Regions from separate parts of the Mus musculus genome. Here regions 2 and 3 are each linked to region 1. The links are chromatin contacts, called in public Hi-C maps. All regions are on one chromosome and are shown on one strand. Each heading gives the region's core, a stretch centred on a gene start, on an enhancer-like site or on the middle of the called end of the contact. The rest is flanking DNA. Distances are from core to core; before and after follow the strand shown. Region 1 has its middle 190 kb from the start of Cdh11. Region 2 has its middle 62 kb from the start of 1600027J07Rik. Region 3 overlaps Gm39234 (a long non-coding RNA gene).

Region 1 (4,188 bases), core at 1,045-3,544:
AGACCATCAAGTCCTAGTGTATGGTGACATCACAAGGAATCAAACCTGAAACACAGCAGAGATAATTCCCTTTACAAAACAAATGCTAGAGGGAGAGACTACAGAGTAATTTTGCCAGATTTCTCAGCAATTCTCTCGAGATCATGCATGTTAATTGCTTATAGCTGCAGGTTAGTACTGCCAGTCCCATGTGACACCTAAGCAGGAATCAGCAGCCCCTTTAGTGGCAGAATTGCAGACTTAGTGAGGTGCTGAGGATGTCTGCTAGGACATGCTGCCCGTTCTCTGACTGCAGAGGCTTTCCAAGGCCTGTAAGCTGAGTCCAAGTTGACTGAGTGAAGCCCTTCTCAGCAGGAGTCTTGACCATGTTGTAGATTTAACTAGGGTGATGTTTCATTTGACTCGAAATATTGTGTTATTTCTGGAGTTCTATTCACTAATTCCGATTCCCCTCTAAGATTCTTGACCTAGAATCGTATGTCTTAAGTCCTGGGAGTCACAACCAAGCCAGTTCACTCTGGATTTTAGCAGTGAGGCAGAAGAAGCATGTTTTTGCTCTTCTTCAGATTCCCTGTCAGCAAATGCAATAATTGAAAGGAATGGTCCCTATGAACTCAGATCTTTGGCTGTGATTGTTCTTTTCCTTCCCCTGTATTTTCTTGTGCCCTGTCACTATCTTTCTCCCTCTTTGGCTTCCTCCCTAACGATCTTCACATGAACCATACTTAGGATTGAAATGCCATGTTCTATGGAGCCAGTCCCCTACTGGATCAGAAGAGCCAGTTGTGCTCGTTTCTTTCAGATTCTGTGATCAGTTTTCTAGGTCACTTGAAATCAGCCTTCAAGAGAGGATTTAAGCTACAGAATCTGGCACAAGAGACAAGTCAGAGCTATTACCTTCCATACCCTCCTACAGGGCCAGCTGATAAACATTTACAAGCTCACTGTCACCAGTTTCTGATTAGATTATTGGCCTGACTGCTAAGTTATTATAACCACAGGCAAACTAAATTACACATGTGTATGCACACACACACACACACACACACACACACACACACACACACAAACACACACGGGGGGTAGACAGTAATCAGCTTTGAAAGAGTTTAAGTTAGTACTAGGTGAGAACATTCAAGGTACACTCGGGAGTGTTTTACATTCTATTCGGCAGGAATACATTTTTCTTTCCGATGTCCATTTTGTATATAAGAAAATGGAGGCTCAGCAAAACTAAGCAATTTGGGTAACTACGCAGAATCGATAAGTAGCAGAAGCTCACTGGTTACTATTAGCCTGTGAAGCCAGAATCATTTCTGTTTCTGACCCATTCGGCAAATGAGGAAAGTATAGAGCAAGTCCTCACATTCATACACAATCCACTTAGCAACATCTACGTGGCAACAGGTCAGTACAACACAGCACAGAGGACTGGATCCTTGGAGAATTCCATAGGTAAATAGGAGCATGAAAAGTAAGGATGCTGGATGGTGCTTTTACCATGAACAAGGATACCTGTTAGAAGAACTAGAGATAGTTCACATTGGTTACTTGTATTTCACTATCTCAGGACGCTCCACTATACCAATTTTAGTTTTCATTTATTCTTTAAAATAAATATATATTTTAAAGTAAAAGTTACAAAGGGAAAGCATTATGTATACTTCATTGTTTCGATGCTGAAGCCTCTAGGTTTACAGAGGTCAGTTGGTTTTTAAGATCTTAAAATAAGCCAGTCTAGCTTAACTATTACCTTCTGTTCTTAAAAATAAAGTAAAGGTTATTTAGGGCTAAGATATTACTCAAGCTTCTCTGTAGACTCTTTTACTACTCAAATTAACCAGGAATTTAGAATTACTAAGAATTACACACAGAAAAACTTAAATTTTAAGCCCCCATGATGACTCTAAACCAATTGTTTTTCTCATCTGCCACACAACATGTTCTGCAGTAATGGAAGAAAATGTACACCATTTTGAACGTGAGCACAGTACTATCTGTGCCCAAGACGCTCTTCCACAGTGATAGCCTCCGCATTGGTGTGTTTCAGCACATCCTAGAATAGGACCTTAATATACTTTGTCCTTTTAGCATTTCAGTGTTCTTCCCAACTGCTAATAAAGAACAGAGACGCTGGCCACAGTGGAAGACCTCCAGGCAGAACATGGATGGCCTCTTCAAAGTCACAGAGAAGGCGGGGGGGGGGGGGGACGGACTCCGGAACCCAGCTGCCTCACAGATGGGGCTCATTATCCACACCACCCTCCCTTGTTGAAGGAAGGCCAAGAAAGAGCCACAGAAAATTAGAGGCTTATGCTGAAGTGGCCAGATGTCGAGACAACAGGGACATCCTGTCTCCACTGGCCTGGCCAGTGGTTTAAGTGTTCTTCTCTGTGGTGGACAATGTGGATGTTTTCTGCACAGGGGAGAGGTCACAGAAGCTCTGTTAAGTAAAACATCAGAGAGAGAAGCTTCAAAACAAAATCATAACTTTTTTTTTTTTTTTGCTCTTTGAACACCATGTAGATATATGAAGAAGGTTTGGATCTGTACTCTGCATACAATTACTCTGTGATATTGTATCTGTTCTCAAGTGTAACATTTGACCAGAGTGATTTCAACATTTTACATAAGGTCTCAACAACAAAAAATAGCCCACAACTCAAAATAAAGCGGCTTTCCTGAGGTACCGTAAGTATACGGAGCAAAGGTAAGACTTCAACTCTATTAGCATTGACCCTGAACTACCTTTTAGAATAGTGAGTTTTGGTATGGTCTATTTGCCAGGTGTCTCAGTAATCCTTTCAAAACCGTTTCCTTCTACAAATCCTCCAGGCCTCGCTGCAGAATTATTAAAGACTCAGTACTTCACACATTAACAAGCCCACCTCATGATGTGATTGACAGGTCTTAACATTTGCTAGGGCTGCTCTCACTTCAAACAGACCCTGCCACGACTCTCCAGGAGCTTTCTAGTCGCTTCTCTTTTCCTTAACTAAAGCTATAGTTGCCTAGAAGAGAGAAACAGCCCTTTCCAAATCTTCTGTATAAAGCATTGAGAGGTTTAGATTTCCCCAATAAGAACAAATCCCAGTGCACGTGGGATGTTGCACATGGCTCAGATTCGTGTGGTCCGGTTCAGTGGCTACAGGGGTTGGCATGCAAAGAAGCAAGACAGGAGAGTATTACAAAATGCACTGAGGCAACCAAACTTCTGTCTTGACTTCCTGAGTTGGTGAACCTTGAACGGGATATGCATTCTAGCTTCCATGCAGTCATCTGGTGTATGATATAGCCTTAGACTTCCAGATTTTAAACTTGGTAAAAGAATATATTTCTACCATCTTCACCAAACATATTAAACAAACACTAGTGAAATGAGATATAAATAGATATGTTAACCAACTTAACATAATATTTATACAGCACACATGTAGATTAGTTTATAACAGTGTACCCCATAAATATATACAATTAATAGTTGCTAATCAGAAGAATTTTAAGCAAAGAAACAAGGAGGATGAAGAGAAGCTTCAGAGGTTAAGAGTACTTGCTGTATAATCATGAACATCAATTAGTGTCCAGCAACCCTAGCACTGAGCAAGCAGGACAAGATGAAGAAAGAAGGATAACTGAAGCTTGCCAACCCCCAACTTAGGCAAGAAATAAGTGACAAGTGCTGATCTATCAGTACTTGTGGCTCATTCCCATTACTGTGATGGGACACTTAGTGACTTCCTCTTCTAATCAGAAGCCGTTTCTTATAGTTGTGCTAAGCCTTTGTTAAATTCCCAACTGTAGAACGTGGAGGAAGGTAGGTTCAATAATTAGGACGAATCTGTCTTTAAAAGACGAAAATCTCTTCTAAAATATGGGGTGAGGGAAAGAATGGGCAAATTTAAGGAACCTAAAATGTGAGTTAAAATATTTTCAGATGTTTTTTGACTGCTAGTTGGTATCTGATCAATGGCAAATACCCAAAGCTGTGAGAGAATGAAAGAAAGTCATAGGATTTTTGAAGAAGCTGAGATGCAGGAAAAGGATTGGATAAAGATGACCAGGAGGCCTACTGGGTATCATACTGAGGTTTGTTTATAGTCATGGCCAGCAGGCACAGGTCTCCTGGAATAACTGTAAAAATAAAGGCTTTGGTTCTGACAAGTTGTTGTTTAGCTACTAATAGAACTG
Region 2 (4,188 bases), core at 1,253-3,752, 430 kb after region 1:
CTTGGGGATTTTAATAAATAGGGTAATCCTTTGCATAAAGATTACATACTGGGTTGCTCAGGGGGTCCGGTTCTCTCATGAACATCTTGGCCTTGCTAGTTCTCAGTTTGCGATAGAGGAAAATAAAAGAGAAAAAGAAGGAAGAAAGAAGAGAAAAATAAAAAGAAGGGAGGGAAGAGAGGTGAAAGAAGGCAGGCGGCAGGCCAATGGTGTTTCTTGCTTCCGTAGGGCGGCACAAAACAACCACAGCGATCCTGCTGTTTATCCACATTGCATATTTTGTTTTGCATAGCATTTTGCAGCGGAAGGTATTTTATTGCTTCAAACAAGTTTGCAACCTCTGAGATGAACAAATGATCTACAAGTCACCGTCTGGCTCCATGAATCTTCCCTAACCCAGTTGCAGATACTCCGTGCCCAGCAATAACTCCTGCCACAGAGCCCCCTCGCTCCTTATATTTTCAGGGATCTGCATGTGTCCCGTATGAATTAACAAAGACAGCTGGTACTTGACAGGAGTCAGAGAAGCCTTTCTCAGCCCAGTGAGTCTTCTTATCTGCCTGGCCTTGCACCCAGTGACGGAAGCAGGCAGTGAAGCATCCCACAGTTCACATGTGGCCAGCAATGGGCAAAGAGTCCTCCTTCTGGATGCAATGAAAATGTTTGGCGAGAGTCTCAAGATGAAGAAATGAGTTAGAACCTGAAATTCCATAGCTGTCCAATGCCCTGGCCCCAAAATGGCTGAAAAAATTTAAACTGCTGGTTTATTTTCTCCTCTCTTAAAATTACTGTTGTTGTTGTTTTTTTTTTTTTAATTTAATTTTCCTACTTAACGTTTTCCCAGCAAAGCCGTTGAACTTTTTTTTTTTTTCAGACTTAACCACAGGATGAATTTCTCTGCATTAATGAGCAAAAATGAGCTGACAAGATGAGGCACATCCAAATGGAAAATAAATAAATAAATAAATAAATGGCCTAACCATACCATAGGAATGCACCGGATGGATGGATGGATGGATGGATGGATGATGTCCCCAACGCCATACTGTGTTTCACTTGGCTTCACACATGATGGTTACTGTCTCCTATCTAAGGCCTGTGGCAACTTCTAATTCCCCCTGAAAAACGTCTTTGGAAAACCAACTTCTGATGACATTTCTGAGTCTCTGGATTGTCTCTCCTAAGGAATCTAGCTAAAGCATGATCACTTAGGACAGAAACTGAACACAAAAGGATTCCCTGAAGGCACGGTGATAAAAAGGAGAAATAGAGTTGGCTGTTTACTCCAGTGCAATGATAAACTCTGCGAAGCTTAGGTACTTCTAGCTCAGCTTCTGACTTGTGTAGTCACAGACATCTGGCCCCCAGGCCTGTTGGATGGATGGAAGGTCACATTGCATGTCACTATGTAGGACCCACCCCCAAGCCTGGGGAGAGCAGCTTCCTTGCAGTTGTTCATTTTCCCCATGTAAGGAAAGTCGTCTTTTAAAAACCATGTGTGGTGTAGCATTTTCTATTAAAGAAAGGAAGGAAAGATGGAGGGAAAGAGGGAGATAGAGGAAAAGAAGAGAGCACAAGAGAGGAAAGAAATGAAGGAGGAAGGGAGGGAGGGAAGGAGCGAGGAAGGAAGAAGGGAAAAGAAGGAAGAAAAGGAAAAAAGGAGAGAAGAAAGAAAGGAAGTAGGATGGAAGGACAGAGGAGGGAGAGAAGGAAGAGAAAGAAGGGAAGGAAGTAAAGAAGAAAAGAAGGAAGGAAGGGAATAAAGGAGAGAGAGGGGAAGAAAAGAAGGAAGGAAGGGAGTAAAGGAGAGAGAGAGAGCCAACCCAGGGCTTAATTTTCTGCCTTTGCGTCTGCCCAGCTTCACTCCAGTTGGTTCTCATTTGTGGCAATGTGTACTTTGGAAGCAGAGCTCTCTGCCTGCCTTCCCGTTAACTCCCACCACCTGGGATATGTTATTTTGACAGGGGCAGGGATTCTGATGCTCCCACTCTGCACTGTAAAAACAGACTGTAAAAGAGGTCATCTTTTGGGGGGAGGGGCTGGAGGGGTTGTCTTGCCTGAGCCCTCCTGTAGGACTGTACTGGGAATGCAAAGCCTGGGATCCAGATCCACATACCCATCCAAGAATTGCAAACCCCAGACTCATTTGGGTGGGGTGATGGCTCTCTGAAGCTGTCTCCTCTGTTTGCATCACTTAGGGGGTGAGTCTAATCAAGATGGGCTGTGTGAGTTCAAAACAGCTGGAAAGCATTACAGGTCAAAAGTTGAAATCAAGTTAAGAACAATCGGAATGTGCAAGCCTGTTGTTTCTAATCTCTGCTTCTTCCTCCAATCCGTTCAGTTCTCCTCCTGGAATGGAATGTTTTGGTCAAGGCTGGTGTTGACTTGTGGGCCAGTGAAGGTGTAGTCATGAAGCCAGCATTGAAGAAGTCAACAGGAGGACAGCTTATATTTGCTAGGAAAACAAAGAAGGGGCAGACTCCAGGTGAAACTAGAAAGAAGGCACATATAAGAGACAGAGATATTAATGCTGGAAAGATTACTGCAAACTGTCCAAACCCCTTCCCTACCTACAACTGTGAGAAACAGAACCAGAGACATGCACGTCCATCTCAAAATCACACAGCATTTAATGGCTAAACCTCATGAGAGCTTAGCATAGGTGGGGGACTGCCATGACTTAATACAAAGAGATGAGATTTTCCTAGTCTATTGACCTTTGGCTGATAGAGCTTCTTCTGTTCTTCAGTCACTGGTCCACATCTCCTCTTTGCCACTACCCTCTTGGTGTAGTCTCCTTTCCCACTTTTGAGTCTGGGTTCTTGCTGTCCTTGTGTTATTCTTTTTTTTTTTAATTTTTAATGATTTTTTTTTTGCAAATTTCACATCATGTACCCCAATCTCACTCATCTTCCCATTCCTTTGTACCCACCCAAAATAAGATACAAAGAAAAATCTCATGGAAGCTACAGTGTGTCACAGTATGTCCCACACTACACCCTTTTGTTCATACACCTTTATTTGCAAATGTTCATTTCAATAAATCATTTTTCTATCTATTTAGAGGCCTCTAGCTTGTGCTACACTATCAATACTCTATCCTCATGGGGACTCTTTTCAGATACTCTGCTGATGTCCTATGTCATAAAGATCTTGCAGCTTTGGATCTGCAGGACCAGTCCTTTCCCCCATCCCAGCAGATCATAGATAGCGTAGATGTTGAGGTGGGTCAACTTGAAGCTCTGGATCTGGGCCTGGGAGGTAGCTGAATTTGCCAACTCACCAGTTCTCCTGTACCACTACCACCAGAACAATTTCTCTAGTGCTGCCCAGGCTAGCTCACCCAGTGCCACAGAAGGCAAGGGGCAGAGTCCACTCTCCAGCTCTCATGTCCTCAAGGCCAGCTCATGTGTGCTTTGTGAAGGAGGGCATCTCTTCCTCACCTACCCCACCCCATCCCATGGCAGACCAGGGGCAAGGCCAACTCTCCTGCACTCTTGCCCACAGGGACTACTTTCCTGAACCCCACCACCAGGATCAGCTCTACTGGGCTGCCGAGGTGAGGGTACAGGGCCTGTTCTCACTCTACTGAGTGCTGGAATGCATGAGCCACAAGGCCAGCTTTGATCCTCTCATGATTTTGGTGCCAGCTCACCTGCCTGGCACAGGCTGTACAAGGATGGTGGGAAGGAGGGCATCTCTCCCTCACCCGAGCCACGCCACTGAAAGATGGCAGACTAGGGGCAGGGCCAGCTCTCCAGTACTCACACTCTCAGGCTAGCTTACCTGCTCCCCTGCTGTCATGGGCAGCTCTATTATCCTACCCAGGCAAGGGGTAAAGCCAACTCAGCACGGTGCCTCATGCAGCAGTCTGGACTAGGGACATCTGCATGGCTTTTGGTGGTAACACAGGCCTGGGACGTCAACATAGATCACAACTGCTGTAGGGTCACAAACCTAGACATAGTCCCCGGCAGCAACATGAGCCCAGATGTCCCTATGACCTAGGGCGACAGTACAGGTCACTCAGATGAGCATGTCCCCCATGACAGCACCACCTTCAGATATTCACATGGTTTCTGGTGGCATCTGCTTGGCCTTTGGTGATAACTCTGTCCACAGATATCAACACAGACCCTACCTGCAGCAGGACCCTTGGTGGCAGGCCAGGCCAGGATCTCACCATGA
Region 3 (4,188 bases), core at 1,038-3,537, 340 kb after region 1:
GCCCTTCCCTGCCAAGCTCCCCAGCACAGAGAGAGGGTTGCCCTCCAGGATTCCTCTCTAACTAGCAGTAGTGTGTGACCCCCTCATTGATTCCCTAAATTGTGTTTGCCCCACTAATAAAGCCTAATGGTGGGAGCCAGCAGACTGCCTGCCTCTCTCCATCCAGGGGACACTGCTTTCCCCAGTGTGCACTGCTGGGCATGAATGACCCTTTTGTCTTCATTGCAAATGTTTTGGCAGGGCTTCTGAAAACAGTAGCGAATGAAAAACCACATGGTTCTAATTGTTTTCTCTGGGATCACACTGATTTCCTTAGGGTGTCCATCTCACAGGGGTGGAGCCTCTGGTGCCTGCAGATCTGCCTCTGCTGTAGACCTTTCAGCTCATTCCCCAAAACTAAGTTTTTAGAAGAAGTATCAAAATATACACAATTGTTCTAAAAAGGTATTTGTTCTCTGCTCAAGCTCATCTGGGTAAAAGCCACACGATGATTTCACTCCTGGTTAAAGGAGACACTAAACCAGTTAAAGACACCTATCTTGGGTATGCTACTAAAGCCTTCCAGAGAGACTTACAATGGGAACAGACAAGCAACCAGAGGTAGAAGGAAGAAAGGGAAAGGGGTGGAGAAAGTTACCATTCTTGCAGTGTGCAGACATTTCTTTGGATGCTCACCTTGTCACCTATATGTGGTTAGAGTTTCTCAATGGTTGACATTTTTTGCTAGGATAATTCTTTGTTCCAGGGTCTTTCCTGAATATTCTGAAGTGCGTATCAGCAGCCAGATCCCCTCCACTAAGTGCTGGTACTAATGTCCCATCTCTTGCAACTATCAAACATGTCTTTGATTTTGTCAAATCTCCCCTCTGTTGGAGGGTAGAGTTAGGAGGTTAAATTCTTCCATGTTTAAGACCCACTGAAGTTGCTGGATGAAAAAGATAATAATATTTGCAGAAACATTCAAGTGTAAATTGGTATGGGCATTGGCAATTATGAAAGACATTTTTGGCTTAGCCTAACATTACCTCTGTGACTTCTGCCTGACTCCCAACACTGTCCCTGACTATAGCATAGAGCCAGGTATGCGAAATATATGAATTAAACAGTAGGGACTGTGAACATCATCCTTGGGACTTCTGGCTGGAGCACTGTTTCTACTTGCACATCTTCTGCACTTGGTTAGTACAACTCATATCCACCAACTCTGCAATTTCCTGCCTCCACACTTTAGTCCCAGGAACAGCAGGAAGTGGGAACTCTGACTCTACCCATGACCCCTTGACTCCCACCTGGGGTGCACACATGCCAGGGGCTGAGGAAGAAGGAGGATTCCCACAGAAAAAGAAGGCTGCTGATATTTTAACAACCATATTTGGCAAGCCATTGACCAGTCAAGGCCATAGGTCAGATTCCCAGCTCTGACATTCATCTTCATGCAAAATGAAAGTCCTTGTGGTGCTCACAGATAACTCAAGCCTCTAGTTACACCCTGGAATGGATAAGATGTATCGGCAACCTGGATGTCCCCAAAGTTCTTCTGCATAGAATGGTAGATCATACACATACCATTGCTATCCTTCTTCTCAAGTCTCAAGGCTATACTTGCTTGTTTTCACAGATTGCTGACAGCAAGTTATCCCCACTTGCTTTCCACTAGCAACTCTCTGCTCCCACCTTTATGATCCAGTGACATCTCCCTGATGTTTCCTTCAAACCAAGGTTTGCAGCAATGGCCCCACCATCCTGCTGTAAAACCAGGCATGATTCCACAAGCCTGTAAGTCCAGTACTTCAGCACTAAGATGAGAGTCATAAGTGAACTGGCCAGTTAACTCACACAAAGCTGAGTCCAGCAATAAAAGGCTGTCTCAAACAAGGTGGAAGGTAAGCAACAACACCCAAGGTTGTCTTCTGACCTCCATGCATGCACCATATATGGACATATTTGTACTCACATGAACATACATTCATCATACAGAGAGAGAGAGAGAGAGAGAGAGAGAGAGAGAGAGAGAGAGAGAGAGAGAGAGAGAGTTTCATTCCTGGAAAATGTAAATGCATTGAACCATGGAGTTGAAAATACAACTGCAGTCAAAATGAATAAATCTGCTTCGGAGTAGTGAAGCATGCCTGTGATCCCAGCAGTCGGGAGGCATGGCCTCATGTGGCCCCAGCAGTCACCAAAGCAAGACCCTAACGAGATTTCTCAGGCTTGAAACAAGGAACCAGCTATACTACAGCCTCTGTAGCAATGAATAGGTTTGTGGCTAAAGAGAAGTAAAAGGAGAAATGCTGAGGGCTCTAGGCACTCTATGGCCAGCCAGACTAACATTCTTGGCTACTATCCCTAAGTGTATTACAGAGATTTCACAAGACCCTGTTTATTTCTCCTTTGTCAGGGAGTGTGGGGGTGAGAGTCGAGGGACGCATGTTCTTGGCTCACAAACCAAGTGCTTTGTTTCCTTATCATTGCACATAAAATCAGAGTAAACAGGCAAAAACAGTGCTGGTGGAGGAAAGGAGAGGCTTGTTGGTATGAGCCAGGCTTTAGCTTAAATCCTGGCCCTGCTGCCCACTTACAATCTGTGTAATCTGGGAACAGATCATTTAAGTCCATTAAGCACCAATATCTTCCCTCATAACTAGATGTAACCCCTTCCTCATGGATTATGAGTGCTACTGTTCCTACATTCAAAGCCAAATATGAGGGTTACTGCATGATTCCCACTCCATACACTGAGCAAAACAAATCCAGATATCAACACCACTAGTGATGTTACCAATACACCTCAGCCTATAATTTATCCTTCGTCTTTGAAAACAAAATCAAAATGAAAAATGATTGCTTAGGGAAGCCAGCTCATGGGGACCATATGTTGAAGCAAGCCATGGCAACATGCCACATCACAAACCAAACCCTAGAAAGGAATTTGAGTCTTCCTCCAGTGGGCTGAAGATGCTTGCTTGTATCAGGGAGGCTACTGGGGAGAAACTAGGACATAAAACATCCAGAGTTGTATATAAGTACCAAAAACAAAGGAACGCACTCACTGGGAAGCCTAGAGAATTGGAAATAGTTACAGGCCTGTGCAGGTTTAGGAAGACATACTAGCTATGAAACCCTTTGACAAACAGAGCAGAACATTACTTAGAAGGGTATACATTTCTCTCCTGCACTGTGAGCTACCCCAGCCATGCTGTTTTCACAAGTTTACTTTATCTTTGCAATAATTGTCTTGGTTCCTCCATTGTCCTTGATTTTACTCAATACTTGACAACCACAGCATCTGGAAGAAAGTATTGCTTTCTGCTTACAGTTTTATGGCACAGTTCATCGGAGTTGAGAAGTCTTGGTGGCAGGAGCATGAAGTGGTTGGTCACATTGCATCTATAGTCAGTACATGGAGAAGGACAGAATAGGTGTCTGGGTTTATCCAGCTTTCACCCTGGGACTCCATTGGAATAGTGCCAGCCCACATCAGGGTTGGTGTTCCTGCTTTGATTAACCAACACCTAAAACTCCCTTGTGAGCATTCAGATGTATCTCCCAGGTAAGTGTAGGTTCCACCACATTGGCAATCTCTATTACCCAGCATAGTAACTTGAAGATATGTCTTCTTACCTCCTTATCCTTTCCTTGTAAGAAATTGCCACCTAAAGTTCATATAGCCAAAAAAGTGACTTGAGGATTTGAGCCTCCAGCTCTGTCTTATTTTAACTATTCTATGCCAGTAAACTTGCTAGGCCTTAGAAGTATGGATATGAAGTACAGTAAATAAATATCAAGTTAAACTTGCTCTTCAGATAAGCAACAAATAATTTCTGTACAAATATACTTGCATGTATTTTTCAGGATAAGTATATCTCATCTAGTGTACTTTTAAATGTATTTCTTGACTCTCTTCCATGCCAATTTATGTGAACTTCTTGCGTTTTATCTGACAGCACTCCTTAGGAGACTCAGGTGGCAGGGAACAGATGTCAAGAACTGGCATGTCAAAGGCTCTTCACAAGCACCTTCATAAAAACATACTTTTCAGAAGTAGAAAGTCATGTCTTTCTTCCTGAAAGACTCTTAGAAACCTGAAAGTAAGACTAGCAGACTTACTTTTACAGTTTTAGAAGAACACAGAACACTGAAAGCTATAGAGTTTTTTAGGATAATTTTCTCCTTGAATCTGACTTAGGT

The links. A called contact is a pair of places that touch in the nucleus more often than the background predicts.
Region 2: a Hi-C map of uterus shows a contact between it and region 1, with 13 times the contacts expected there. The contact joins two enhancer-like sites. A contact is called at or near these places in 7 of 484 Hi-C or Micro-C datasets (the 3T3-L1 cell line, cranial neural crest and uterus).
Region 3: a Hi-C map of uterus shows a contact between it and region 1, with 4 times the contacts expected there. The contact joins two enhancer-like sites. A contact is called at or near these places in 2 of 484 Hi-C or Micro-C datasets (the HPC-7 cell line and uterus).

What each region holds. Positions count from the first base shown.
Region 1 is chr8:102,976,162-102,980,349 of GRCm38.p6, forward strand. No RefSeq gene overlaps it. Among named protein-coding and RNA genes, the nearest start is that of Cdh11, 190 kb to the left of the region's middle. Within about 2 kb of position 2,295, at least 25 of the 459 cell types and tissues checked have an H3K27ac peak or open chromatin away from gene starts, as enhancers often do. A contact at or near this core is called in uterus, where this site is marked.
Region 2 is chr8:103,407,234-103,411,421 of GRCm38.p6, forward strand. No RefSeq gene overlaps it. Among named protein-coding and RNA genes, the nearest start is that of 1600027J07Rik, 62 kb to the left of the region's middle. Within about 2 kb of position 2,503, at least 54 of the 459 cell types and tissues checked have an H3K27ac peak or open chromatin away from gene starts, as enhancers often do. A contact at or near this core is called in uterus, where this site is marked.
Region 3 is chr8:103,314,629-103,318,816 of GRCm38.p6, forward strand. It overlaps Gm39234 (a long non-coding RNA gene), which reads left to right. Exons shown (of 3, transcript XR_879135.2): 3 at 1,619-1,965. Among named protein-coding and RNA genes, the nearest start is that of Gm39234, 20 kb to the left of the region's middle. Within about 2 kb of position 2,288, at least 30 of the 459 cell types and tissues checked have an H3K27ac peak or open chromatin away from gene starts, as enhancers often do. A contact at or near this core is called in uterus, where this site is marked.